Linked DNA regions of Mus musculus: regions 1, 2, 3, 4, 5 and 7 are each linked to region 6. Evidence: chromatin contacts called from public ChIA-PET, HiChIP or PLAC-seq and promoter capture Hi-C data. All regions are on one chromosome and are shown on one strand. The core of a region is the stretch at or near the end of the contact, and the rest is flanking DNA. Distances in the headings are between cores, read along the strand shown.

Region 1 (3,745 bases), core at 77-2,576, 710 kb before region 6:
TGCCTTCCAAGGCCTACCTTGCTATGTTACTAATCCCCCTCTTCCTCCCTCGTGGACCATTCTTGTCTCCTGGCTGCTGGGAGACAGAATGATGGCTTCCTAATTGGGTCCCCAGGCAGAGTCACAACACCTGTGTCTGGGGGTGTTTCATATAAACAGTGGGCTTTGCATCTGGGGTAAGATGAGTTTCTGTGTTTGTGCATGTGTGGGTGTAGAACTCTATTCCTGTCCCTATCTTTCTCCTGAGCATTCTTGTTATCCATGAGGCACCTTCATGAAAGCAATAAAACCTTGCCTTTAAAACACAGCTCTCCCTACCCACAAGCATTTGCTGAGCTATTGAACTGAAAGCAGTGTTAAATTGTAGCCATTTCTGTCCAGCCCAGTAGTTGGGCCTAAGACAGATGCTATGGAGGTGCGCTAGGCAGCTGGACTCCCTTATCTTTTGGGAACTATGTGGCCGGTATGCTGTTGTTTGACAACCATTCTGATTACAACCTATTCCCTCCCCTGCTTGATCTCGGGAGTGACCATGGGCCTCAGACGCTTCCCTCTGGTAGGTTTGGAATTGATCTCTGCACCTCCCTGTCATAGACTCCTCCTCCAACTCTGTACCAACATCCGAAGAAAGTTACACACAAGGATCTGTTCGTGTCTAGCCTGCCTTCAGCTATAGATACTTGTCTGGTGGACCTTATAGAACCTAGAAGTCACCTTCAGGGAAGGCACTGTGAAGAATGGGTGCCATGCGGGTGGCCTCCACGGGCACCCTCTGAGATATGTTTGTGTTAGTCAACTGTTTTCTCAGTTAAGATGCTCTGCTTATCCCCAAGCTTATACAGGCGTGACCAGGAAGTCTAGTTTGGACAGTTGGAAGTGGAGCACTGTGAGCCGGAGCTGACAAAGGCTGTGCCAGTCCGTCTGCCTGAGCCTGGGATGGGGGCTGGCACGGATAAATGCCTTTTCTCTACCCTGATTCTTTCAGGTGACCTTGTGCAACACTCTAGTGCTAGCCAAGAGAGCAGTGCTCGCCTCTCATCGGAGCAGAGTCCACCTACTCACTGGGCCTTAGTACTCTGACACTAGGAAGGTTCCTTGCCTTTCCTGTTCACTGTCTGTGGGTAAATGAACATGTGTGTGTGTGTGTGTGTGTGTGTGTGTGTGTGTGTGTGTGTGTGTGTGTGTGTTCTGGAACTCACTCTCTAGACCAGGCTGCCAGGCTGGCTTTGAACTCACAAATATTTGTCTGCCTCTGCCTCCTGAGTGCTGAGATTAAAGGCATGCATCACCACTGCCTGGCTCACATTGGTTTTTTTAAATAGAGTCGTTGACCTGGAGCTCACACCGTGCGTGCTGCGTGCGTTAAGCTAGCAGGCTGTGGCCAGTGATCCCTAGGGATCTGCCTACCTTTAACTGCCAGCACTCAGATGGCAAACGCAGGTCCCCACGCCTAGCTTTTTTATGTAGATGCCGAGGACAGACATCAGCTCCTCACCCTTGCTGTCAGGCACTTTAATGGCTGAGCTGTCTCCCCAGTCCCTATCTGGTCTTCAAAGGAAGCTGCTTGCCCTTGGTCAGGTGAGGAGGACTTGGTGTCTGCTTCTCCTGAGACCCCGCTGGTGTGTATGTTTTCTGGTATGGGGTGGCAGCATCAACTGAATGTGTGTTCCCTTGTGGAAAATTGCGTAGTTCTGTGTAACCGAGGAGCTAACAGTCCAGGAGAGTCTTCTCAGTTTAGTGGGAAAAGCTTTGCTCTAGTTTCGAATCCACAGCCCCTCTGCCTATGGGAAAACTGGGTACCAGCTTTTAAACTATACAATAAGGAAGCAAAGGCCACTGAAATGAACGTGGTTGTCCCAGAGGCCTGGATGTCAGCAGAAATTCCAAGGCTGGAATTTTCAAGGGAAGGCACAGACAAGCCGCTCACTACATGGTGGAATTGGAGCAGTGGCCTGTGGAAGCTTGGCTCACAGCCATCTCTTCCATCAGCACTTGGAATGGGTGCATTGATGTTTAGAGTGAGCAGGGTGGGGGTGAGTTTCATAGCCTGAAACAATCTTTTGTGCCCTGTTCTCATACTGTGGGGGCTGCTCAGAACCTCCAACTGCTTGGGCTTCTTGTGTCTACTGAGAACATGGTAAGCTACCATGTTGGAGTATTCAAAGAATGATTCTTTAGAGCCATGCTCTGTATGAAGCCGGCAGCCAAGATTGTTCCCCATATCATATCAGACTCCGTGCTGACAATGCTGGCTGCAGAGGGGCCTGGAGTAGCAATGGACATTGGCGCAGTGATTACTCCCTTCAATCTGAAGCTTCATGGGAGCGTTACCCAGCATCTCTTCCTGCAGCATCACAGGCAAGAGGGCATGGGCAGTGATGCAGATGTGGCCACGCCCCCTCAGGTCTCCACCTGCCTGCTAGCAGACCAGGACATGAGAGAGCTAGCGAGCCTTCTGCCAAACAGACAGGTCACCCCAACTTCACTTTGGCACAGGGTCCTATAGCTCCCCGGCAATGCAGCCCTTAAAAGAGCTTTCTAGGAGTGGTATGTCAGTGGTAGCCTTTGCCAGCATGTACCACTTCCTCAGTTTCCTGTGGCCACTCACATCAGGATGTCTACTGAGGGCAGACTGTCATCCACCTTCTATCAAGACCATATTCTGATCACCCTTACATTTGAGCATTCCTCTTCCCTTGAGGCAAGAATATATTCTAGGGGCTGGTTAGCTCACTTCCTTGCCAATCCCTTTAATTCTCTTTTCTGTTGTGGTAACACAACTGCCCTAGACCAGGTAACTTTGTAAATAGTAGCGCTCATTTGGGGTTAAAGTGCTGGGAGTTGGGAATCCAAGCATGTGGTATTGACATCTGGCAAGGGACTTCTTGCTACAGTACAACACAGAGTCACATGGCAGTATGCAGCAAGCATGCTAACTTAAGCCCCTCCTCCTTTTCTCATAAAGCTGCTAATGCTGTCACAGGGGCCCCACCCTTATGTCCTCCATCCCACCTCAAAGCAGGACGAACAGGAAGTTGGGGGTTACCATGAACCTTTGAAGCACTTAGCTAATGAATTCACTGGGGTTCATGAACTCTTGATCTATTCAATGCTGGTGTCACGCACACATGCACGCATGACCAATCTGGAAGTGCCCATCCACAACTTTTGGTCTGCACAATGGTGGTTGTTTCTGTGGTTTAATGAAGGCAGGTTCATATTCATTTTCCTTTAAAGGGGAATGGAGGGAAGAGAATGAGGTGGGATTTCTGAATCAATGTGGTTCAATTGTTAGGTTCAACAGTAAGGACTAGGAGTACAAGGGGTTCCTGGGGACTTCTGATGGAAAGGGTGTGGGTATTCTTATCTTTACCAGCTGGTGTCTGGCACAGCTCCTAGCATAGAAGGTAGGACCCATCTGCATGAAAGTAGGACAGTTTTGTATGGAGCTGGGGCAAAGGCTGAACTTAAGACCATACAAAACCCAGGGTGAGCAGCCAAAGAGACTGATGATAAATGGACATATTGAGAGAGCAGCAGGACTTATCAGTATCCTGGGTAGGGACATGGGGCAGCTGAGGACCCTTGTGGCAGAAGAGGCCAGGTAGAGACAGCTGCTCCTTCCTGCTGACTGTCCGTCCAGCACCTTCACCTTGGCGACCTTCGAAATGTCAGATGGGCATCGTGTATTTGTCTCACTGCATTGCTCTGAGTCACAAAACCCAGTGTGAACCCCACACCATTG
Region 2 (3,301 bases), core at 641-3,140, 980 kb before region 6:
AGTGGCGTTGTACCTTTATCACTGAGCGGGTCAACTTCAGCCTTGAACTCCAGGAGGAGCCGGACAAATGAGTCCCTACCGTAGTGGGCAGCCACATGGAGGGGAGTCCAGCCATCATTGCTTTTTGCATTAATAATGTCACTCCTGTACTCAGACTCTAACATCAGGCGTGCAATCCGGGCCCGGCCGTGCATGGCAGCGTAATGCAGAGCAGTGAAGCCTCCGATTAAATCCTTAACCGTGGGATCAGCTAGGGTTAAACCAGAATGAAAAGGTCAGTGGCTGCTGAGACAGAGCAAGTCTATCAGGGCAGAGTTATCAGGGACCAGCCGGTTATCCTGGACTGTGAAGGGTTCAATGCGATGGATGATGCTGAGGACTTGCCCAGGCTTAACACAGTATTAAGTGTCTCAGTGGAAAGCACATTCTAGTAGCAAGCTATCAAGCCCAAGTCAACGGGAGGAGGAGGGGGAAGAGCAACACTGTTTAAAGATAGGCCCTGCCAGCAGACCCGCAGCACCTCGCCCCTCCTGCTGGTCAACCTGAGACTTTCAGCCTCCGATCGCAGCCTGAATCACACTTCTCCCCTGTCTCCAGCTATTTTTGTGTTTTTTCCTTGTGCTACTTCTTGGCCTAAAGAGAAGCATGCACAGCAACACTGCTGCTCTGAATTACAGCATCCTACAGTCAGCCAGACTTGTTTTAAAATTTAGTAGGGTGTGTGTGTGTGTGTGTGTGTGTGTGGAGGGGGAGGCAAAGAACCAAGGTGCTGCTGCTATGTTCCATGAAAGAAGCAGGTGAGACCTGTGCTGAATGGCACAGCATGATACAGTCTGTGCACAGGACTGAGACAGGACCTCGAGTTCAGCTACAGACGGTCCTGTGAGCGTATCAGCAAGTGCTTTAGTTGCAAAGACGGGAGAAACCTCAGCACTGTATAAATACTGCTTTTCAAACGACTGTTGTAAAGACTCCTAAACCACAGATCCCTGGGAAGGAAACCTCCCAGGGATCATCTACCCAGCGGCTCTCTGAGCTACAGACCTTCGCCACCTACGCTGCCCTTCCTGTGGCGCCAAAGGTCAGCAAGCTGTGGCTCACATCTCACTGGCGTCCCTGTGTCCCTGGGACAGAGACAAGAATGACCTCCCCTACATGGTGGACCCGACTTCCTGGCAGCAAGTAAACCAGCCGAGGAAGAGCGCCCAGGTGGGCCTAGTGACAAGCATGACAATGCTCCTACATAACTCAGCTGTTATGTACAAAAAAAAAAAAAAAAAAAAATGTTCTTCACAGGCACAAAATGCCTCCAAATCTATGTGATTAAATACTTATGTACTGTTTAATAAGATCTTATTTAGTTCCAGACTACAACAGCTGGAGTCTCTTACAAGAGACTGCGAGGCAGAAAATGGTATGTTGAAATATTAATAATACCGTAGCGGGTGAAAACTGCAGTTAAAGAGTTGTTAGCAAATAGAACCTGTAAAAAGTAAACTATTACTTTAACTCCTTGCAATATTTGACATAATGTGACAGATAACAACAACAATAAAACCACCAACAACAAAAAAGAAGGCCTCGGCAATGGCCTTAACTAAAAGAATATTCAGTATCTAGGACGATGTAACAGGCAAGCCAGAAAGCTGATGTAAAGCACTCTGCTGCCACCTACTGGAAGAGTCTGATCATGCACTACTCATTCATCTTTCGCTACGGGTGACTGAGCTCTCAGACCAAACTGATTTAAAATTAGATTAAGTGATGGCTGGAGAGATGGCTCAGTGGCTGAAACTCTTGCTGCTCTTTCAGAGAACCTGGATTCAGTTCCCGACACAGGTATCAGGCAGCTCATAACCACCTGTTTCTTCAGCTTCAGGGGAACCTATGCCCTCTTCTGGTCTTAGCAGGGACTACATGTATAAACATAAATCCATGCTCGTTCGTTCGTTCATTCATTCATTTTCTCTCTCTCCTCCCCCCTCTCACACACTCACTTTCTCTCTCTCTCTCTCTCTCTCTCTCTCTCTTTCTCACACACACACACACACACACACACACACACACACACACACTACCACAAAATGACAAAAGGTGTCTTTATACCTGGCCACTTATTTCCAGATAATCCCTCTTGATCCTTTAGTGGATCTTGGGAACCCTTCGCTCCGCTCCTCCGACCTTTGAAGGTGCAGTTCTCTTAACCACACCCTACAGCCATGCTAGTTGACAAGTCAAGCTACAATACGGTCAGGAAGTTACACCTGCGTGTCTGGTTCTCACTGTATGCCTAGGTAAGGCTCCGCTTACATTCTAGTGCTACACTGAACTAAGAAAACACAGATTAACACAGAGCAGTGGCCTAACTCATCTCAGCACAACTCATTCAAATAAACTAACCAACCGCTTCCTGCAAGCAAAGGACAGAAGCAAGAACTAGAAGATAATAATGCATAAAAACTATAGCCATTGTCCCCAGGAAAAGGTGATGACATGAAACAGGGCCTGTGAGGGCACAAATTAGTCAGTGGGATGTGGTAAGAGCTCACTTGCAGCTCCAATAAAAACTGCAGGACACTGTCTTAGTGAGAAATGTGTAACACACAGCAAAAACCACCTGACTGGATTTCCTTAAGCTTCTTCATAGGTCTCTGCTGTTTCTCTGTATCAGTGAGATTTCTGAGTGCTCTGCCTAAAGTAACAACCCCACTGAGCTTCTCTGCTTCCTTACTAGATAGCTATCTACCCACCAGTGAGACCCAGTTAAAACAAACAGTAGCATAACATATGGAAACAACAAAGACACATCACTGTGCCGTGTGAGGTCTGTTTACTAAAGGCTTTATCAAGTGGAAGTGTGATTTGTTTATCAAGTACACATAAGCTCCAAGAATTCACAGTCGCATTAACTAAAAGCACTCAACATCCACAACAGGTTTGTTCACCCAAAGTCCCTCCTGCCTTTCACAACCAACATTCTACCTAGATTCTCGGAACCAAGCAGATGGAGGGCACAGCTTGGCTTTCGCAGGCTTTCACTAGGAAGGGGTCAGCTGCAGAAGCTGGCTGACTAACGTCACTTCGCAGGTGCTTCTGAGCAGGACTGGCTTATCTGCAATGGGAGGCTCTGGGAGCGATGCTATCACATACATGTCTGTTTCTGTTTCTCTTTGTAACGGAGGAGGACTGCAGACTCTGATGTTAAGAGTTTAATGGTGTGAGAAGCTTACTGTGCAGCCTGCGGTCAGTGTGTATGTGTGTGTGTGTGTGTGTGTGTGTGTGTGTGTGTGTGTGTGCCTTC
Region 3 (3,831 bases), core at 1,063-3,562, 850 kb before region 6:
CTCTCTGATTTGGCTATTCTGCTTGGCCAGCAAGTTCCGGGCTCTGCCTTTTTGATACTGAGATTACAGATATGTTCCACTACTGTGTGCAGCTTTCCCGTCAGTGCTAGGGATCTCACCTAAAGTTCTCATGCAAGCACTTTACTGCTGATCCATCTCCCCAGCCCCAGATAAGCTTTTAGATGAGTGCATGGCATTTCAGAGCTTTCTGTTTCTTTGCTGAACTTCCAGTTTGTATGTAACACTTTTTCCATGAGCTTGCTTCTGCTTTTGGAATATTGCCCATCATTTGGCTGTAGTTTGTTTCTGGGGGAAAAATTTGCTAAATACAGCTACACATTGTTTAACTACAGATCACGTTCAAAGATGCATTGCTGGATGATGAAGTCATTATGTGAACTCACACAGACCTAGTTGGCACTGACTGCTCCATACTTAGGCTATATTAGCATACTGCTTCTTGGGTCAAGGTGAACATAACATCATGAGGATAATTGGAGCACAAGATAAAATGATGGAGGACTCTAAAGACTGAGATGTATGAAACTGGGCTAGAGCAACACAGCAACACCTTTATAATTTGCTCCTATATAAATATGCAAAGGGTTTCACTGTATGATAATTATGAGAGCTATACAGTAAATATATAAGTAAGTAATATTCATTAATCATCAAGTTCTATATATTATGCATTATTATCTCTGCTGTAATTTTGTGCACCCAGCAGTACAGCAGGTTTACCTACACCATCATCACCCCACATGTTCAAGTAACATACTACACTTCAGTGTCAAGACAGCTGCTACCCCCCTGGACAATGGGCACTTGTCATCGTCAGTCATTGTACTCTTACAGGACTAGCAGTACACATGTGATTTCAAGACCAAAAGATGGTTCTGTAATACACAACTGTAATACCAATTCCTAATACCCTTTAGATACTTGACAGTTTATGTTTGTTCATTTTGTATTTGCTCTGGACTTTTAATTTCAGAAGTAGTAAGGGCAGGACTTGAGAAATGCATAAGACACAAACACTGACTTAGAGAAGTGACTCACTGGCTACAATTACAGTGTATGAAGTATGCTAACCAGTCAGTCTGGGCCGTGCTTTGGAAGCAGAAGTCACTGGCTCTGAGGACGAGCATGGGTTCTTCTGCTGATGGGATTTGACTTGGAAGCAAGTAAAGAAAGTCAGACTAGTTGTGTGTGCCTAAATGAACTTCATTAAGTATCTTCTGGGGTGATAGTTAGAGCTGGTTCACTCTGGGGTGCCACCACCTGTGTGTAACAGCCTTGTTCCACTGTGAGGAGTTGTGTGCAACAAGTAGCTGCTTTGTCAAACCTGATTTATTTATTTTCTACTGTAGTAAGTTTACCTGAAAGACCCCTGAAGAGGGAACAAATGAAACAGGTACTGCTGTCACTGGCCTCTGAGTTCCCAGCCATCTATGAGCATCTAGATTTAGAGATCTGAGTTTAGGGATTAATCTTTATCTTACCTGGATTGATATTTTTTAAACTAAACCCTGAGATATTTTTGTTTTCCTTAAACTTCTGACATGGGTTTTGTTTGGGACTTTTCCCCCTGGAGACAGGGTCTTACTAGGTCATCTTGGCTGGCCTAGAACTTACTATGTAGACCACACTGACTTATACAGATTATCCTGCCTCTACCTCCTGAGCCCTGGGATTAAATTTGTGAACGACTCCTGGCTTCCTGGTTTTTTTTTTTTTTTTAAATTGACTTTCCCTTAAATTTGGGAGTACCAGAAAATTAACTTCCACTAAATGTTCCAGATCAACATTCTAGCTCATGAGAATTCTAAATATTTTCCTATGAAAACGTTACTTCTACACCAAAAAATTGAAGAAACAGAGATGAGGTTCCAAGGTGGACAGTTAAACAAATGATGTTAGTAGTTAGCATAAAGACACAGCCTTCAGATTAACCTGTGGTACCATCTGGTCAGGCCTTCCTGAACCTCCTGTCCTTCTACAGGAACTGTCCTCATATTAACTGGTGAGTGACATAATTCTAGGTCTGGTAGGAAGCCATTGGCCACACTTGGAGGTCAATGGACACCCTTGTTTGGTTTTACTGTGACTTTAACATTTCTGATGTCTAACAGATCATGCCAGGCCCGATTAGAAATGCAGCAGTCTGGCAGACACTGAGCAAGAATCCCTGATTCCTCATGCTGTCCTTGGGAAAAGCTGTTTCCAATTGCAATTTGACAGGATCATGGCCCCGCAGCCCTAATACTTGCCATGCGCATGACTTCAGCTGGCTTGCACATGTGATCTCTTTTTCTGCTGCAGTGGCAAAACTGGCTGTGAATCTAGCAAACTCCTCCAAAGCCGTTAAGCCTCCCTTTAAAGAATGGCATTTGAAGGCAGAGTTGCATTGCAAAGGGAGAGAAGGGAGCTGAAAGTCTTAGAGGACCAAGGAAACCGACTGCCAACTCTGCTTCAAAAGCTTTTAGCATTTCACGCAACTTAAGCTGTTACGAAGCTGACTAATTCTTGGATACTTTAAAAATGGAATTACAGAAGTTTATAAATCTCTAAAAATGTCTTTTAAGTCTTACAGTGGAGATTAAGAATTTGTCTCTTCAATTCCTTTACATGGAGCAGGCTCTCAGAAAATATGAGAATTTGTAGAGCTAGGTAATTTTTGGTAAACAAACCACAGTTTTTTAGGTGTTGTTGTGTGACAAAACTTTTCCTGGGGAGATGCAACATACATGTCTACTCACCCCCAACAGGGAACCCCCAACAGACAAAGTATGGATACCACTAAAGTACAATTTGATGAACCAATGAGTTTTATTGGGGTGACTTACAGGAGCAGAATTGGTTCACAGACAGCTGTGTCATTAAATCCCACCCCAGCTGGGTGGCAGCTCACCAAAGCTAAACTGCACAGCCTATGGGCAGTTCAACAGTTTGATGAGTGTCCTTTTCAGGTGCCTCAGTTGGCCTAAACCTCATCCAGGCTTCCAGGCATACAGGCTGATCTGGTCTCACATTGTTATTTGCAGTTTGGCTTAACTGGGTCTGAAAAGGTCTCTAAGTTTTTGTTGCTTACTTTCGGAGGGAGGGGCCTAATGAATATGGTCCACTTCAGGGACTTCCTGAAGATATTTTGAGTTGTTTACTTTTCTGTTTAAAGAGCTTCCCTTCAGGATGGAATGTTTCAATCCCAGAGCAAAATAATAAACAGCAACTAGAAAGTTATAAAATAACGATTTAATAATGTTTGGACCCCATATATTTGTATAGCAGGCTGAAAAGAAGGCTAAAATTAGCATGTAATAGTCCCTTCTTTTTCAAATCAGAGGCCTTGCATGTATATACAAATTGAGGGATGTCCACTACTTGTTTTTATTCTTTAATAGCTGAAAGTAAGACTACCGCTACAGGACTGGGGCAGAGGATCAGTCTGTAAAGTGCTTGCCTTGCAAGCAGGAGGGCCTGAATTTAATCCTGAGACCCATGAGAAGTCAGGTGTGATGACACATCTTGTGACCTCAGTGCTTGAGAGGCAGGGACAGAAGAGTCCCTTTGGTTTGCTGACCAGCTAGCTCATCCTAATTGATGAGCTTTAGGCCAATGAGGATCATGGACCCAAAGGAGGTGGATGGCATTCCTAAGGATGGTACCCAAGGTTGCTACCTACCTTCACACATAAACACATGCACTCACAAACCTCCATACATGTGCACCCATCCACACATGAATATGCACACATGCATGAATAAAAATAATATAGCTATAGTTTAAAGTTACATGCATAGATCATGCTCAGCAGACATCCTGCTGCTTGGA
Region 4 (3,792 bases), core at 121-2,620, 720 kb after region 6:
ATGGGATGTCCCTTGTCATGCAGTACAATAGCCATGACTGCCCAGGGCCTGGCCCTCTGAGATGGCATGGCAGGGGCTGGGGGTTGGGGGGGGGGGGGTCTGGGATGTGGGGACATGGAGTCCATAAGCAACACCATGATGATTCATTTTAAAAATAAAAATAAATACTTAGGGTTTCTTGCTCTTTCTTTTGAGACAATGTTTCTTTTCTTTTTCTTCTTCTCTGCACAGCCCTGGCTGCCCTGGCGCCCATTCACTCTGTCGACCAGGCTGGCCTTGAACTCAGATTTGTCCACCTCTGCCTCCCAAGTGCTGGGATTAAAGCTGTGCTTTTTCTGTTTTTGACCTTTCTAACCCTAATTGGTCTTGTACCAGCCCACCTTCTGCCTCAGTTTCCTGAATTCTACAGGATTCTACAGTTTCTATGTTAGGAAAAAAAAAGATCAAGTTTTGATTCTAAAGGCCTGCCCGCTGCCTTTTGATAGATAACATTGGCCCTGCAGACACTGCAGTCCCAAGCCTCAGGGACTTTGCTGGATGTGTATGGACCAACAGCCCCATGAGGATCCCCTGAGAGCTCGAAGGGTTAATTCCAGACACGGAAGCCTTTACTCGGTAAATGTTCCATCCGCCTCATTCTTGACTGTGCAGGCCACTCTTCATTTACTGTTTCCCCGTCTGTGCACTCAACAACTCCCGGAAAGCATGCCATAAAAAGCTGCCGGTGCGACCAAACACGAAAGCCCGTTCTCCCCTGTCGTTATGTCCCCCAGTGATGCAGTTTAACAACTATCCACACGCCATTTAAGCATCAGATTCTGGGTGTCACCTAGCAATAGCCTAGTCTTCGGGAGAGTTCGTGCAAATTCTATGCAAATACAGCATTTTATATGAGACTGGAGCGTCTCAGATCCTAGCATGGGAGGGTTGTCTTAGGACGGATCCGAATAGGATCCTAAAGGTCTGTTTATTTCTGACCTGCAGAGTTTGCCCTCAGGGGTGTGTAATTGAGACTAGAATCCCTGCCCACCATGCTTCATCTATGTCACAGGCTCTGCCCTATTGAATGGCAGAGAATGCAGTCCAGGTGACTCCACACTCCATCCAGAGTCATCTCCAGACAGGATTGCACTTCTTTCTTCTTGGCATTTGCTTTAAGAGCTGAGGCTCGGTGATGCTGACCATCCATCCCCCCATCTTGCCCCAAACTGGTAGCACCTCCATGTTTGTCCCATTGTCATTTCTGGGCTCACATTCCCTACCACGTGGGCCACAGAAGGTCAGCTGGTGGCCCCGCCTGTGACTGTGTTGGCACCAGCCGATAGTGGCACCACCACCTGCCGCAGTAGTGGTAACCATGAAGTCATATCGTGACTTGCAGGTTTTCTTCTTCCTGTCTGTTCGGTTCCTAGTTCTGTCTGTGATTATGTTTGTCTGCCACTCTTCCTGAGATGCCGTAGCTGTGCGTTTGGACGCCGTGGAACCCCCAGGCACCCACCCCCTAGCTCTGGGACCCAGACCACTTCTAACATATATATCGTCTAAGAAAACTTTGACTCTGCGCGCAGAGGACCTCAGGGACTCTGAACACGGAGTCCAACCCTGGAACAAGGAGAAGCTCAGGTGATATCTTACAAGTCCCATGCTGGAGACTGCCTTTTATATAGAACCTTCTGACCACCCCGCTGAGACACATCTCTGCCTCAGCTAGCGAAGGCTCACATCATGTGGCTTGGAACGTGTCCTGGAGGAGACTCAGAGCAGATAGCAGCATTTAAATCTCATTTCCCTCAAAAACTTGGTTGCCAGCTTAGTTGACCCATCATTCAAAACAAACAAACAAACAAACAAACAAACAAGCAAGCAAGCAAGCAAGCAAGCAAGCAAGCAAGCAAGCAAGCAAGCAAGCAAGCAAGCAAGCAAGCAAGCAAGCAAGCAAGCAAGCAAGCAAGCAAGCAAACTAAAAAACCAAAACAGTAACATAAACCAAGCTGTGCTCGCATGCGCTCCTGGGTTCCGGGAGCAATACCTGCAGTTGCCACACGATGGCAGCATCGTACAAACCAAGGCCACCGGGGCACGCTCTGGGGTTCTCACCCTCATCTTGCAAAGTCCAAGAAGACACTGTTTATGAACCCTCCCACCAGCCACCGGCATGTGTCCTTAATAACACTATGTATTTCCCTTCGCCCCAGGGGAAGAAATAGTGAGTGTCAACGTACCACTCCCTCCCCGCCCTCCGCCTCTTCTCCCCTCCCCTTCTCCCTCCTCCCCGCCCCACTCCCCCCCCCCCCAACCCCCAGCGTCTGTGTTAGTGCAACAGAATGCATCTGTTTTAAAAAGGGGTTAGGCAGGACCAACCCGTATCCCACATTTGAATGATGTGACAAGATTAAATATAGTGGAGACTTCTGAATGGGGCCTCCAGCCGCCTCTTCTTGTCCCCCTCTGTCCTCTTTCCCCTCTTGTCTCCTCCTCCCTCCACGTTCTTCTTCCTCCTTTCTCCCTCCCACCTCCTTTCACTGATAAAAATGTTAAGCATGCAACAGGAGCACAGATTTCACAGTTTTATAATTTTGTTACTAAAGTCATATTAGTAACAAAATTAATTATTTTAAGTAAATAAACTCGGTCACAAATTCTCTCAAAGAGCACGAGGCACCCAATGGGCGGCCTGGAGGCTGCTTGCTTCTCCAAGCCTGCCTTGGGGTGCACATAGCTGTGGGACCCTTCCCGTTCTTCCTGTAGCTCCTGCTCCCCCCCTCCCCCGCACATAGGGCACAGTCCTAACAGCTTCCAGTGGGAAAGGGAGCTGGCAGTCAGAGAAGTTCAGTATCCCTCTGTGATTTGGGGTAGCTTTCTTTTCTCTCTGGATGGTCAGTTTGGACACACATTTGCTTTTAGTTTAGTTTAGTTTTTTTTTTTTTTTTAATTTTATTTTTATGTTACCTGCCATTTTCTTCTCAGCCTCGGCATCCAGGTGCTTGGGGATAGTTTTGCCTCTTTGTAAAAGGACAGCAATGATTCTCTTGCAGGATTCACTGGGAAGCTGGAGGTGTGTGGATGTCTGTCTACTTGCTGAGGATGCCCAGGTTACAATGTATCCAAGATCCTCCCACCCACTGTGCATCTCTTGCCTCTGGGACTCTCGCTCTGAGCTCAGGCTGCTTCTGCCTGGTTGAAGTTCAGTTCTTGTGGGCGTTCTTTCTGCAGGAGTTTCCCTTCATGGACCAGTTGTTAAGCCGAGGACTGGCACAGACTCTTGGACATGGTAGGCATGTTCCCTGCCTCCTTGAGCTTCTGGCTAATGCGGCAGCATCCTCTACAAGAAGCAGTAAGGGGTCTGGCATCCTAGTTTCACCCTAGTGTTGACAGTCAGCATCCTAACATCCATAAGGTCTCAAAGTGTGCTAATGCCAGCGGATCAGCAGAGTAAGCAGTTCGCTACAGATGAGAACAGAAGATGGAGGGAGAATGGTCCTTTGTTGCTCCTCCTCTGGCTGCCCTCAGTCCATTCTAATACTAGAGGCTGGATTGGAAGCAAAGAGTCCAACTGGGGTATTATTCAGCCTGGATTAGGAGATCCATGAAGCTAGGTTAGGGCTTGAAGCAAAGGATCAGTTGAAGCTTGGGTAGATAGGAGAGGCTCCAGGAACACTTAGATTCTGTCAATCTGGTGGCCTTGGTATGCATCCTTTAAGGACATGCCCAGGGGGAGGATGGGCTGGGCCCAACCTGGTGAGTTTCCCAGCCAGAGTTCTTAGTGATGGCTAAGTAGGGCAAGTAGGGGCA
Region 5 (3,694 bases), core at 1,004-3,503, 690 kb before region 6:
CCCCAAGTCTGCAAACTGTGGGAAGGCTACAGGATCTGTCTGGCACAGGGCAACACAGGATAACCAAAAAGAGTCCCAGTGAGGATCCAAATGGTAGTGTCAGAATCTAGAATCTTCAGACCAATGACTTCATTCCAATGGACATTTGCAAATGAAGATGTGTGATCAGGGAGGTATACTGTAGGACACACTGTGACACACTACAGCTTACACAATGTGACATTTTCTATGCTTTGTTTTGTTTTATTTTTGATTGATTGATTGATTGATTGATTGATGGGACAGGGAGATGGGTGGGATTGGAGTGCATGCTGTGAAACCCACAAGGAGTCAATAAAAATTTTTTAAAAAAGGAGAAAGAGGAGAAGAGGGAGAAGGAGAAAAAGGAAGAGGAAGAGGACAAGAAGGAAGAGGCAAAAAAGAGGAAGAAAAGATGAAGCAGGAGGGGAGGAGAAGCAGAAGCAGAAGTGGAGGAGGGGGAGGAGTGGGAGGAAGAGGAGGAAGAGGAGCAGCAGCAGCCCCAGCCCACCCTCACCCCAGGAAAACAGCCTTGACAGGGATACTACAGACTGCAGTGGTTTCTTGTTCAAGACTCACATATACATTTTAGCACTCAGGATTTCATATAGATTTCCTTTGACATACAAAGGTGTATATCCCAATGAATCTGTCTTCAGATGAAAATGCCCTATGCTATAAGAATGCATAGGGTACACTTAATCTACAGAAGAAACACAGTCCAGTGTAAGGCATGGGTTGTGTCCGCTGGTGATCTGGGGGCTAGCTGTTGCTTAAGTGTCATGAGACAACACCCTGGGTTCCATATCACTAGCCCAGGCACACAGATGAAAATTCAAAGTTTTGGCCTCTCTTATATGTTTATGGCTCAGGTAGCATTGTGACATTCCAAAGTCAAAGTGGTTAAGATCCATCAGTCTTTATGTCATCTGTGTACGTGACTGTATGCATGCTCATCTGGTCGCTTGCTCTTTCTGACTTCATACTCACAGCGCCCACCCGATTTAAGTTGGATGCTCAATGCAAGATGCTTTCTCAATGAAGTGCTTGCACCGAGGTGACAAAACCCAGACCTCAACCTTCTCATTACCTCGGCTGTTCTGTTGAGAGTAACTTTGCTGGAGAATCATAACAGACCCTGCCTCATTCATTCCACGTGTCAGTTCGTTGAGATCTGGCAAAGGGAAACACATTCTCTAAAACTCTACTGGTTATCACCTTCCGAGGAATGTTCGAGTAATCCCTGAGGGCCAAGGGGGTGATTTTCCCAGGGTCTTTTGGTCTGGCATGGCTATACTGAGGAGATTTTTTTTTTCCAGAGGAATGTCTTTGTGTCCTGGGATTCCTGTATTTAAGTACTTTCAACTTTTTTGAGGTCGTGGACCCCTTTGAAAATCCACTGAACACTAGAAACCTTTTAAAAATATCCATGCATTCAATACTAAAATGTGCAGCTTCAGGGGTTAAAGATGCCTGTGTGAGAACCTGATTCATCTGCTTGAGTAAGAAACTCCCTGGCCTTTGCACAGTTGGTGGCCACCATCTCCTGTAGTCCCTGGAAACAGATTATGCACAGACCTGATTAGGAATCTGTCTTTGAGTCTAGCTATCTGTGCAGCCCCACAACCAAGCAGAGACTTTACTTCCTCTATGGTAGTTGAAGGAGGGGCCTCAGCCAAAGTGTTTGCATTGGGCAGCTTCTTCCTGGTTGGTAGTAACTCGAATCTGGGAAAAGTCCCTTCCTGCAGTGTGAGGGTAGGGGTGTGCCCATGTCCATCTGTGATGAGTAAAGATGGGAATAATATCTTCTATAGTGTGGTACCAGTGTCGCGCGCGTGTGTGTGTGTGTGTGTGTGTGTGTGTGTGTATGTGTGTGTGTGTGTGTGTGTGTTTGTGTGTGTGTGTGTGTGTGTGTGTGTGTGCGTGCACACACATGCATTCAGACTCATGCTTCTGCATGTGTAGCTATGACAGGTACAAACATTCTTCTCTGCAGGTCCAGCTGAGCTGGGCTTGCCTGGACAGAAATGCAGTGGTCCCTGACCTGACTCTTTACAGGTGCAGCTTCTTTCCAAACCCTGGACTAAACTGCTGTGGGGAGGGTATCTGCATCCACGCATGTGCAGACGTGTGCATCTTTCCATAGCTGTGGGATCCCCTATCATTTGCTGCCTGACATCCTTCACACAGGCTATTTCCCTGGAGCTGGGGCTAGGCTAGACCAGTAAGTAAACAAAGCTCCCTTTTGACATCTCCCTGAGAGGGGGCAGTGTCTTCAAGGAAGGACCAGGAGGAGGAACTGCTAGAGGCCCCGCTTTTAAGGCCAGTCTGGGAGGGGAGGGACAAGCCAAGTGACCTCTGAGGAGATTTCCCAGCAATCCAAGTTCAAGGTGATGACAAAGGTCTGGCTTTGGGACCACGGGAAAGGAAACAGATTCCAGAGTCTCTTAGCAGCAGGAAACGGCAGATGGATTGGAATTAGAACAGGCCGAGTGGGCCTGTGAGCTTTAGACCTCCGAGGGGAGAGAAACTTGAGAAGGCCCAACGTAGGCTGGCCAGAGCTGTGTGGGGTAGGCTCAGTCTGGGGTGGGAGTAGGGTAGCAGAGTGCAAACAGGAGCCTGGCCCTGGGGTGTCGTGTGGCCGCACCTTCAGTACAGAGGGGACATGAAATGTGTGAACTTGCTTAAAAGCCAAAGTACATTTGTTTATTTTCTTCTTGACCTTCTAAAGACAGACCCTGACACACATGTTATTTCTGTGGTTTGGGATCATCCTAACACCCAAAGTAGCCCTTGGCAGTGAGCTGCATCTATAAGCAGAGAGCAAGGAAATGACCTCACTCTGAGGCAGGGCCAGAAACTCCATGCCATGCTTTTCCTGTACCACGACCACTGAACATTCCCAGACTCTGGCTGGCTGCCCTGACTGCTGACAGTTGCCACAGATCAGCTGTTTCCTCTGGCTGCCCTTGGCACCCACCTTACTGTACTGCATAGTTCTTCTCAACCTTCTTTCCAAGGGAACACACACACACACACACACACACACACACACACACTCCTTAGTGAAATGGCATATCTACATTTCTCCTTCCTGTCCGGCACAGGATGAAATGGTCCTAGGGTCTCCCTTGGGCTTGTTATAGTAGGTTGATGGGAACAGGGGCCATGCTGTTGCTAAGGAGCCATATTGTTATACCTTGTCATTAAGTCTCCATACCTTACAAGAATTCACTTCTGTTTCCTAAGATGAATGTATCCTGCAAACCATGTTTTCCAACCCACACTGAATTTGTGATCTCCCATGGCCAGTTTTACATATGGCTTGCTTTAATCAGACTTGTGTGGAATTGCCCTCCTCCTCAGGTCTAACATTGACTTTAGCTCATGAATATTGGATCAGTATTCAGATGGCAGCTGGTTCCCTGTGTTGAAGAAAACTACTTCCTTAGTTGAGGGGCTATGGTACCCTGGTAAGGTGTGGTTTAAGGAGGCAGTGTCTGGAGCTGCTTGGGGTCTGGTGTGCGTCTTTCTTCATGGCCCAGGAGCAGGGGCCTGGAGGTACTTAGAATGAACTCCAGAGTACAAGCACTCATGCTTGCTCTAAGCTTCCCTAAAATTGCATGTTTCATCCCCCAAGAGAATGGCCTAAGAACTGAGCAAGAAATGTGGGTTC
Region 6 (3,583 bases), core at 279-2,778:
CATTCACCAAGTTCCTGACCTCTCTTAATCCCGGGAGCTACCAAACTTCTCCAAGAAGTTGCTGCTCTCCTCTTAGGCTGGAAATGCCTCTCTCGTCTTGCAGGTTTCAACATTAAACTCACCTCCCTATCCCAAACTATTTATTTCCTTGGCTCTCTCTCAGAGCAAGCCAGTTGTTCAGTTTTTACTATTTGTTTTATATTATATGTCTATAGATCTAGATAGATATGCACACCTGTTTACGGACAATTTAGATGAGAGTCTGTAAAACCCTAAATCCAGAGGAATGTTAGTTTCTTCATTTCTGCATGCCTGCATAATACAGTTTCTAAAATACTTTTAGCTTTCAAACAGCTAATAAGTGGATGAAATCAGAGTAACTGTTCCAAGGTTGATTTTTTTTAATCTACCCATTGAGATCACTCACAGACAATTTAAACTCGCTGTCATAAATATCTTATTCTTCACAGCCAAGCAGCACAGCAGACATTAATCCACTTTACAGATGAGGTACTTTGCTACAACCGAAATGCAGGTGGTCCTAACTCCAAAGTCTGGGCACCACCTTTCCTATAACGCAGCCTTTTACAATTATAAAATGTAGCCATTGTGTCATTCTTATAAAACAGCCAAAGATTACACACAAGAAAGTTTCCCTTTTGCAAACTAAAAAACCATATTCAAAATCTTCACTCCCTGTAGCCAGATGGCTCTCTCTGAATGTTCCACCTGGCACCGGTTACTTCAAAAGCATCATTAGGCTCTGCTGAAATGCATCTTCGTACAAACTCGGAAATTACGTGTATGCAAATGAAATCCAAAAGCTTCCAAAGATGAACGTACTCTTGGCTTCCCAATATGCACTCACTGGCAATACAGCCTTTTTAAGTTCTCCTGGCCCTTTCAAAACGTCACCCCCTGCCCACGGTTACTGTAAATAATGTAACGGGTATTGACTAGATACATTTGCTCCTTCAGTTTTCTGAAAGTCCAACACCAGTCTTCTCAGGAGAAACACAATAATCTCTCAAGTATATCCCCATTTTAAGTACAGGTATTTTAAAGAGTAGCCCATAACTGACTTCCCAGTACTTAATTTGACGGAATACACAAGCCGGCTCTCTAACACTGGAGATCAGAGACAAACTGCATACTACAAACATCTGTAAAAGGCTGTTTTCTCCAGGAGAAAAACTACCAGACGTCTTGGTTTTGCCCGAGTTAGTTCGAGTCTAAAGGTCGTAAGAATTCGGAAGCAGGGAGCCCAGGGGCAGGGACTCAGATGATGATACCGGGATACTCTGGTACCAGGGGCCATGGAGGACACGGCAGCGGTGGGGATCCAAGGCCGGACAACCCACTGTTCCTCTCCCAGAGGCCCAGGCGCTTCTGTGGCGACGGGGATGAAGCGTCCCCACGGGGAGTCGAGCCAGCGGCTTCGACCTGTGAGCCTGGAGACCGGACACTCACCTCGGCGCCCGCTGACCGGCACTCAGCGGCTCAGGCTGCGCTGGTAGGCAGTCTAAAAACACAGGGAGGGCGGGGCTACGGGGCGGAGCCTGCGGAGAGGCGGGCCTGGCTAACTGGAGTAGGGTTCGGGGAAGAAGGGGGCCAGGGCAACGAAACCTCGCGATAGTTCGCCTCAGTTCTCGCTGTCCTACAATAGGCGGGATGAGAGAGTCATTTTCAGAACCAGACGCTTATTGGCTGAGAGCGCGACTTCCTCTAGCGTCCTGGCTTCCGGCTCCGGCTTGGAGCTGGGTGTTCAGAAAGTGGGTGTACTGCGTTAGCGTTTAGGTGGGTTGTTTAGATGGCGCCAGCCTCAGCGTCTCCAGTCAGTTCTTTTAGTCACACATTCATTCCGCTGCCAACAGTCAAACTCGACGTCGAGCGATTAAATCCCTGGCATCGCCCTGTGTAGCCTTGCATCTGTTCGATCAGCCATTCCGGCTACTGTTCCACCGCCAGTCTGACTTAAACAGAAGCCGTCGGGCTTAGGTAACGCAAGTCAATGGAGTCAACAAGCAGAACTTAAGCACCGGATTTAATGTCTCCGAACGCTCACTGATCGCTGCCGAAGGTGGTGTCTACCTTTAGACAAGCGTGGCGCAGGCATGGTGCTGCACGCCTGAATCCCAGTGATCTGAAAGTGGAGACAGGAGTAAAGGCCAGCCTCAGCTACGTGAAGGCACTGCCTCGTAAATAAAAATTTAAAAAGAAACAGGCCCTAGTGTGAGAAATAACTGAGGACAATCACAATTTGGTGAAATAACCTGGCAGTTCCTGTATGGCTAAGTAGACGGTCGATGAATACCTTAAGACTAAAAACCCGATTGTTCTGATGCAGCAAGCCTCTGCTACTCTAAGGCTGAGGCTGTAGGTGAAACCAATCACAAGTATTTCAAAAAGAAAGGGTGCAGGTGCGTAGCTCAGTAGAGGCACTCAGGTCAAGCCCCAGTACCAGGGAAGAAAAGTGAACATTTTTTTAAATGCAGTGCACAGAGATGCAACAACTTTCGATCTTTAAAATTTCCTCTAAGACTTAACTCTATTGTTTGACGAAACCCATTATGTACATGAGGTGTCTCAAATCCATCCCCCGCCCCCCATTAGGACTTACCCTTTGGGGGTTGGAGAGATGGCCCAGGGGTTAAGAGCACTGACTCCTCTTTCAGAGGTCCTCAGTTCAATTTCCAGCAACCACATGGTGTCTCGCAACCATCTAATTAATCTGATGGACTCGGATGCCTTCTTCTGGGTTGTCTGAAGAGAGAGACAGTGTATGCACATACATAAAATAAATACATCTTTTTAAAAACAAACAGAAAACCTTATTCTTTGTCCTTTAAAAAAAATTGATGAGCTTTTGATCAGTCCTGGCTCGACAAAACAAAAACAAAAGGATGTTTGTTAATTTGCATAGGGGCTTCTTGTTAGGCATCCTTATTTTAACTATCCAGCCATCTATCTAATTATCTGTAAGTAAAAATAATATGACACTACAGGTAACTAAAGAATGCTGAGCTCAGGAGAAATAGTATTCCCCCAGGAAAAGCACATCAACTGATTAACCAATACCAAATGGCCAGCCCTGAAAACTCTCTCTCTCTCAACTAACAACAACAATTAAAGAAAAAAGAGGCCATGAATATGAAAGAGAGCAAAGGAGGGCTACATGGGAGGCTTGGTCAGAAGGGAAGAAAAGGGAAGCGATGTAATTATGATTTCAATATACATGTATATATAATACTAATAATTGGAGTTCACAAGAAAAGGAATAATAGAAAACATTTCTGGAGTCAGCTTCTTAGTTTTTGTCTTAATTTTGCACATTGAGGTCCAAATTTTGCTCATGAAAAGTGAATCATGTTAAAATAGCTTTTACTCCCTCTCCAAATTGATGTTAAAATTCCTATATTGATAGTATGACCACTGTTAGAAATTTAGTTGTTTTGCGGAAGATCAATTTACATATTTAAAAAATAAGACTCTAAATGGATTTTTTAAAATATTTATTTATTTATTTATTTATTTATTTATTTATTTTACAATCTCTGGCAACTTTTAACTTCAACAAGTCAGC
Region 7 (3,705 bases), core at 45-2,544, 900 kb before region 6:
CCCAGGCTGGCCTGGAATGTAGCTTACTCTAACCTGAAACTTTGTTGATCCCCTTGCTTGTTATATGCTGGGATTACCAGCATAAACCACATCCATTCCCCAAAATGTGCTAGCTCTGTTAACTTGTTCATAAAAAATAATCTGCAAAAAGAAAATCTAGGAAGAACTGAGTGAACAAGTATTGAATGAAAGGGCTTAATCAGTCCTCTTCCTGTGAACCAAGTCCAGCATGGAAATTCCAAAAGCTCAGGAGCTGCTGTTCATTTGACACTGGCATGTCGTTTTCTCTACTTTTGGTTCTTTTAAGTTTTTCTGTCACATACCAGGTGACAGAAAAAAATGAAAGGCTTTCGTCAGTTGGAGGCACTTGTGGCTCCTGGGATCCAGCTCCAGGGCGGAAGAAGATGTGCTGCAGTATTGCCAAGGATGCTGCGCTTGGTTTACCAGCATACATGAATCGACATGTTGGAGCTTTCTTACTATCAAAGCATCTTTAAATAATCCAAGCCCAGAGCCAGTTTATCTTCCACAAGAGAAAGTAGAGCTGCCCTACACACACAGACACACAGACACACACTCAGACACACACACACAGACACACACACAAACACACACACACAGAGACACACACTCACACACACACACACACACACACACACACGAACAGTACACCATCTCAAATAAACCCAGTCATGAGCACATGTTCCCTTTTGAAACAAAACACTTCAAGCAGAGAGTGGCCCTGTCCCGATGCCTTTAAATAGGCTCATCTCTCTTTGTGCTGATTGCTCTTTGAGCCTGAAACAAAAGCAAGGTGAATTACATCTGATTGCTCTTTAAAAAAAAAGTTGCCAGACTATTTTATTCATTTATTTAGGTTGCTATTTTTTTTCTTTAAATAGATTTTGCCCCCATCACTGAAGTAAGCAGAGAAACCGCATTCTGGGGTCTAAGGCTCCTTCATGGATAAGCCTTATGCTGTGGTGGTTGTAGTGTTAGTGATGATGGTTTAGTCAGCCAAATACCCTGCCAGGATTTGCAGCTACTAGAGTATACTGTAGTTGTCAAACCTGCTCACAGGCTCACGGTCAATTATAACCTGTCCACAGTGTTCCGAGTTGCTCTACGGCCAGCCATCTAAGTCCCTTTCCTTTAGTGTAAAGAGCGAAGCCAGGTCAGTCTGAGGCAGACTAATGCCCGTGTACCCTAGGCGGTGCTGGTGAGGCAATGGGTGCCTTTCTTTGTAGTCAGTGTCTGACAAGACTCCAGTTTTTACTTCTCCCAGTGGTGAAACAGGAAGCGGCATCCCAGCTGGAAGAACCTGAAGGTGCCATCCAGTAGCTTTGCCTCACGTGACTAACTGCCCTCAGTCAGAAATCTTGACTTGCAACTTTCGAGGGTGGGTCTCTGCAAGAATTTCAGGGCTTACGTATAGATGAGGTGTGTTGCTCTTGAGAACAAAGCTGCCTGGAACGGGAAGCCTCTCCAGTTGCTCCCCACAGGCGAGGAGTATCCTGTGCAGACTGGCGCTTTGGGAAGAAGGTAGGTGTCAGCTCTGTGATGGTCTTAGGGAACTTCATACAAAGTTCTCTTGACTCTGTGGCAGGGGTGGATGGGGGAGGGAGGAGGGTAGGAAGATGAGAGACAGAAAGAATGAAACTGCTTGGTTTTGCCATGAGGTGGGGGAAGATTCAGGAAGAGAGTTTTGCAGCCTCCTGCCTGAAGGTTTTGACTTGAGCAGTACCTAGCAGTAGAGATGAAATGTCCGTACTTCTGCTCCTGCCTCGCTCACCTTGCTGTTGGCTAAGTTGCAGCTGATCCATTAAAGGGATGCCGAGAGTGAGTTAGGCACTGAACTGGCACACAGCTGGATTTTGGTTATTAGGAAAACCTGACTCAAGATGACAGGAGCAGTGTGGCCTGTCAAATGCGTTTCTGACCATGTCCCGGCCCCTTCAGCTTAAAGCAGGCAGGACTTGCTCACCTCTTCGGTACTATCTTTAGGGATGTAATACTCCTGTCATGCCCCAAAGAAAGTAGCTGATTGATTAAAACAACTAGCCTCACGCAACAAAACTTTATTTTTCCTAAATTGAACAAAGTTGTAGAAAAGTTCTTATAAAAAAAAAAAATCATCAATTCCTGGAAAACCACACAGCTCTAGGAAAAGAAACCTTTGGGACTCTCTAGGTGATAAATATTAATTTACCCACTAACCACTGATGTTCAGTGTTCTCTTCTGTCTCTGCCACTGTCTCTTCCTCTTTGGCTCCCCCCCCCCCCCCCCCCGTCTATCTGTCTTGCCCTTATGTGATCTACCAGTGACCTATATCCCCCGTTCTTTATGTGCTCTATCAAGTCTGAGAGTCTAAAACTTCAACTCTCTTACCTTTTAATCCTCCTATAAGCCTGTTTTGTTTTTTACCTCAAGGGGAATTTCAATTCTAATTTCACCCATAGGATTGCTGCCAAAAGAAAAATACTCTGAGGAGACAACGGGCACATATATGGGTAATAGGTGTATAAAAGATTTGTGAAATGCCAATCAAATTGACTAACATAGTTTTGAAGAGAATTCTTAGTAATGTTATTATTGATAGTTAATAGTTTTAAACATTGGTTAGTTGTATAGGCTACGATTTCTATTCATTTTTCAGTCCTTGCTGTATATAAACACATTTTCTCACTGAATTCAATGAGATGGGACTAATAATATTCACCTTCTACATGAGAAAGTTTAGTTTGGGGGCTGGAGAGATGCTCAATGGCTAAGAGCACTGGCTGCTTTTTCAGAGGACCCATGCTCAATTCCCAGCTCCCACATGGTGGCTCACAACCATCTGTAACTCCAGCTCTAGGGGATCTGATGCCCTCACACAGGCAGACATGTAGGCAAAACACCAATGTACATAAAATATACAATCAACCTAACAAACATAAATCTTTTTAAAAAGCTAACTGCAGTGAGATCTAGACTATCATAACCAGTGAGAGAGAGAAAGCTTTCTTGCCCCTTTCTATACCAAAATGCAAGGTCTAAGCTCTTTCATTCCCTATTGTATTAGTCTTCCAATGTCTTTAACATAGAGAGAAATTCCCAAAGCCTGAAGTGACACTTAAACATTCTAACTTAGAATCCTTGAAAAAAATTAAACAGCATGAAAAGTAAAAGTTTTCCTTATGGTATTTTTATGTTAACTTCATTTTGGTTGAATCATCTGCCATTTCTCTGCCCTCCCTTCCTCCCCCTCCCTCCCCACTGTCCCTTCCTCTCCCTCCTTCCCCATTGTCCCTCCCCCCCTCCTTCCCCACTGTCACTTCCTCCTCCACCCTCCCTGCTGTCACTTCCTCCCCCACCCTCCCCACCATCCCTTCCTCCCCCACCCTCCCCACTGTCCCTTCTGCCCCACGCTTCCCACTGTCCCTTGCTCCCCCACCCTCTCCACTGTCCCTCCCCCTCCCTTCCCCACTGTCCCTTCCTCCCCCCACCCTCCCCACTGTTCATTCTTCACCCTCCCTCCCCACTGTCCCTTCCTCCCCAACCTCCCAGTGGTCCCTTCCTGCCCTCAGGCATCCTGCCATCCCCTTTCATGTCATGTATGTTCTATTGTCCTTCCTCTACCTTTAGTCTTTTCCTCTCCTGCTCTTCTGTCCACACCCCCATACATACCTCTATGTAAATGAGAACTGAAGCCAGGCTGTACT

The links. Promoter capture Hi-C pulls out the DNA fragments that hold promoters and counts their contacts. ChIA-PET counts read pairs in DNA pulled down with a chosen protein or histone mark. HiChIP or PLAC-seq counts read pairs in DNA pulled down with a chosen protein or histone mark.
Region 1: a promoter capture Hi-C map of hippocampal neurons shows a contact between it and region 6, with 3 times the contacts expected there. The contact joins the enhancer-like site here to the promoter of Lrrc28 in region 6. A contact is called at or near these places in 4 of 39 promoter capture datasets (the 3T3-L1 cell line, hippocampal neurons and liver), 3 of 484 Hi-C or Micro-C datasets (cortical neurons and embryonic fibroblasts), 2 of 115 datasets of contacts at active chromatin or transcription factors (pro-B cells and stem cell-derived neural progenitor cells) and 2 of 9 other capture datasets (adipose tissue and liver).
Region 2: an H3K4me3 HiChIP or PLAC-seq map of the SCID.adh cell line shows a contact between it and region 6, with 9 times the contacts expected there. The contact joins the enhancer-like site here to the promoter of Lrrc28 in region 6. A contact is called at or near these places in 7 of 39 promoter capture datasets (the 3T3-L1 cell line, the C10 cell line, embryonic stem cells and 3 more), 3 of 15 datasets of contacts at CTCF or cohesin (embryonic stem cells, large pre-B cells and pro-B cells), 8 of 484 Hi-C or Micro-C datasets (B cells, the Ba/F3 cell line, the G1E-ER4 cell line and 3 more), 7 of 115 datasets of contacts at active chromatin or transcription factors (the SCID.adh cell line, astrocytes, bone marrow-derived macrophages and 4 more) and 1 of 9 other capture datasets (embryonic stem cells).
Region 3: a promoter capture Hi-C map of second pharyngeal arch cranial neural crest shows a contact between it and region 6, with 4 times the contacts expected there. The contact joins the enhancer-like site here to the promoter of Lrrc28 in region 6. A contact is called at or near these places in 14 of 39 promoter capture datasets (the 3T3-L1 cell line, the C10 cell line, cranial neural crest and 8 more), 18 of 115 datasets of contacts at active chromatin or transcription factors (the 230-238 cell line, the NIH/3T3 cell line, the SCID.adh cell line and 10 more) and 2 of 9 other capture datasets (adipose tissue and embryonic stem cells).
Region 4: a contact with region 6 is called in an RNA polymerase II ChIA-PET map of memory CD8 T cells, with 3 times the contacts expected there. The contact joins the enhancer-like site here to the promoter of Lrrc28 in region 6. A contact is called at or near these places in 3 of 39 promoter capture datasets (the HPC-7 cell line, hippocampal neurons and pre-B cells), 1 of 15 datasets of contacts at CTCF or cohesin (pro-B cells), 1 of 484 Hi-C or Micro-C datasets (Th17 cells), 9 of 115 datasets of contacts at active chromatin or transcription factors (the NIH/3T3 cell line, astrocytes, bone marrow-derived macrophages and 6 more) and 3 of 9 other capture datasets (adipose tissue, liver and pancreatic islet).
Region 5: an H3K4me3 HiChIP or PLAC-seq map of embryonic limb bud shows a contact between it and region 6, with 4 times the contacts expected there. The contact joins the enhancer-like site here to the promoter of Lrrc28 in region 6. A contact is called at or near these places in 7 of 39 promoter capture datasets (the 3T3-L1 cell line, the C10 cell line, the HPC-7 cell line and 4 more), 2 of 484 Hi-C or Micro-C datasets (the C2C12 cell line and uterus), 5 of 115 datasets of contacts at active chromatin or transcription factors (bone marrow-derived macrophages, embryonic limb bud, neural progenitor cells and 2 more) and 3 of 9 other capture datasets (adipose tissue, liver and macrophages).
Region 7: a contact with region 6 is called in an H3K4me3 HiChIP or PLAC-seq map of bone marrow-derived macrophages, with 6 times the contacts expected there. The contact joins the promoter of Cers3 here to the promoter of Lrrc28 in region 6. A contact is called at or near these places in 4 of 39 promoter capture datasets (the C10 cell line, cranial neural crest, liver and 1 more), 1 of 15 datasets of contacts at CTCF or cohesin (the NIH/3T3 cell line), 8 of 115 datasets of contacts at active chromatin or transcription factors (T-cell acute lymphoblastic leukemia, bone marrow-derived macrophages, cardiomyocytes and 4 more) and 1 of 9 other capture datasets (macrophages).

What each region holds. Positions count from the first base shown.
Region 1 is chr7:66,934,260-66,938,004 of GRCm38.p6, forward strand. The region is part of intron 7 of Adamts17 (a disintegrin-like and metallopeptidase (reprolysin type) with thrombospondin type 1 motif, 17); the gene reads left to right. Among named protein-coding and RNA genes, the nearest start is that of Gm33627, 96 kb to the left of the region's middle. Within about 2 kb of position 1,327, at least 24 of the 459 cell types and tissues checked have an H3K27ac peak or open chromatin away from gene starts, as enhancers often do. A contact at or near this core is called in cortical neurons, hippocampal neurons, liver and 1 more, where this site is marked.
Region 2 is chr7:66,660,006-66,663,306 of GRCm38.p6, forward strand. It overlaps Asb7 (ankyrin repeat and SOCS box-containing 7), which reads right to left. Exons shown (of 6, transcript NM_080443.2): 5 at 1-250. Among named protein-coding and RNA genes, the nearest start is that of Asb7, 28 kb to the right of the region's middle. Within about 2 kb of position 1,891, at least 51 of the 459 cell types and tissues checked have an H3K27ac peak or open chromatin away from gene starts, as enhancers often do. A contact at or near this core is called in B cells, the Ba/F3 cell line and the SCID.adh cell line, where this site is marked.
Region 3 is chr7:66,796,744-66,800,574 of GRCm38.p6, forward strand. The region is part of intron 10 of Cers3 (ceramide synthase 3); the gene reads left to right. Among named protein-coding and RNA genes, the nearest start is that of Adamts17, 41 kb to the right of the region's middle. Within about 2 kb of position 2,313, at least 16 of the 459 cell types and tissues checked have an H3K27ac peak or open chromatin away from gene starts, as enhancers often do. A contact at or near this core is called in second pharyngeal arch cranial neural crest, where this site is marked.
Region 4 is chr7:68,367,806-68,371,597 of GRCm38.p6, forward strand. No RefSeq gene overlaps it. Among named protein-coding and RNA genes, the nearest start is that of Gm16158, 16 kb to the left of the region's middle. Within about 2 kb of position 1,371, at least 24 of the 459 cell types and tissues checked have an H3K27ac peak or open chromatin away from gene starts, as enhancers often do. A contact at or near this core is called in memory CD8 T cells, where this site is marked.
Region 5 is chr7:66,953,253-66,956,946 of GRCm38.p6, forward strand. All of the region lies in intron 7 of Adamts17 (a disintegrin-like and metallopeptidase (reprolysin type) with thrombospondin type 1 motif, 17), which reads left to right. Among named protein-coding and RNA genes, the nearest start is that of Gm33627, 120 kb to the left of the region's middle. Within about 2 kb of position 2,254, at least 58 of the 459 cell types and tissues checked have an H3K27ac peak or open chromatin away from gene starts, as enhancers often do. A contact at or near this core is called in embryonic limb bud and neural progenitor cells, where this site is marked.
Region 6 is chr7:67,643,708-67,647,290 of GRCm38.p6, forward strand. It overlaps Lrrc28 (leucine rich repeat containing 28), which reads right to left and starts at 1,529. Exons shown (of 10, transcript NM_175124.5): 1 at 1,471-1,529. It also overlaps a transcript of Ttc23 not described here.
Region 7 is chr7:66,742,210-66,745,914 of GRCm38.p6, forward strand. It overlaps Cers3 (ceramide synthase 3), which reads left to right and starts at 1,295. Exons shown (of 11, transcript NM_001164201.1): 1 at 1,295-1,542. The coding sequence starts at 1,436.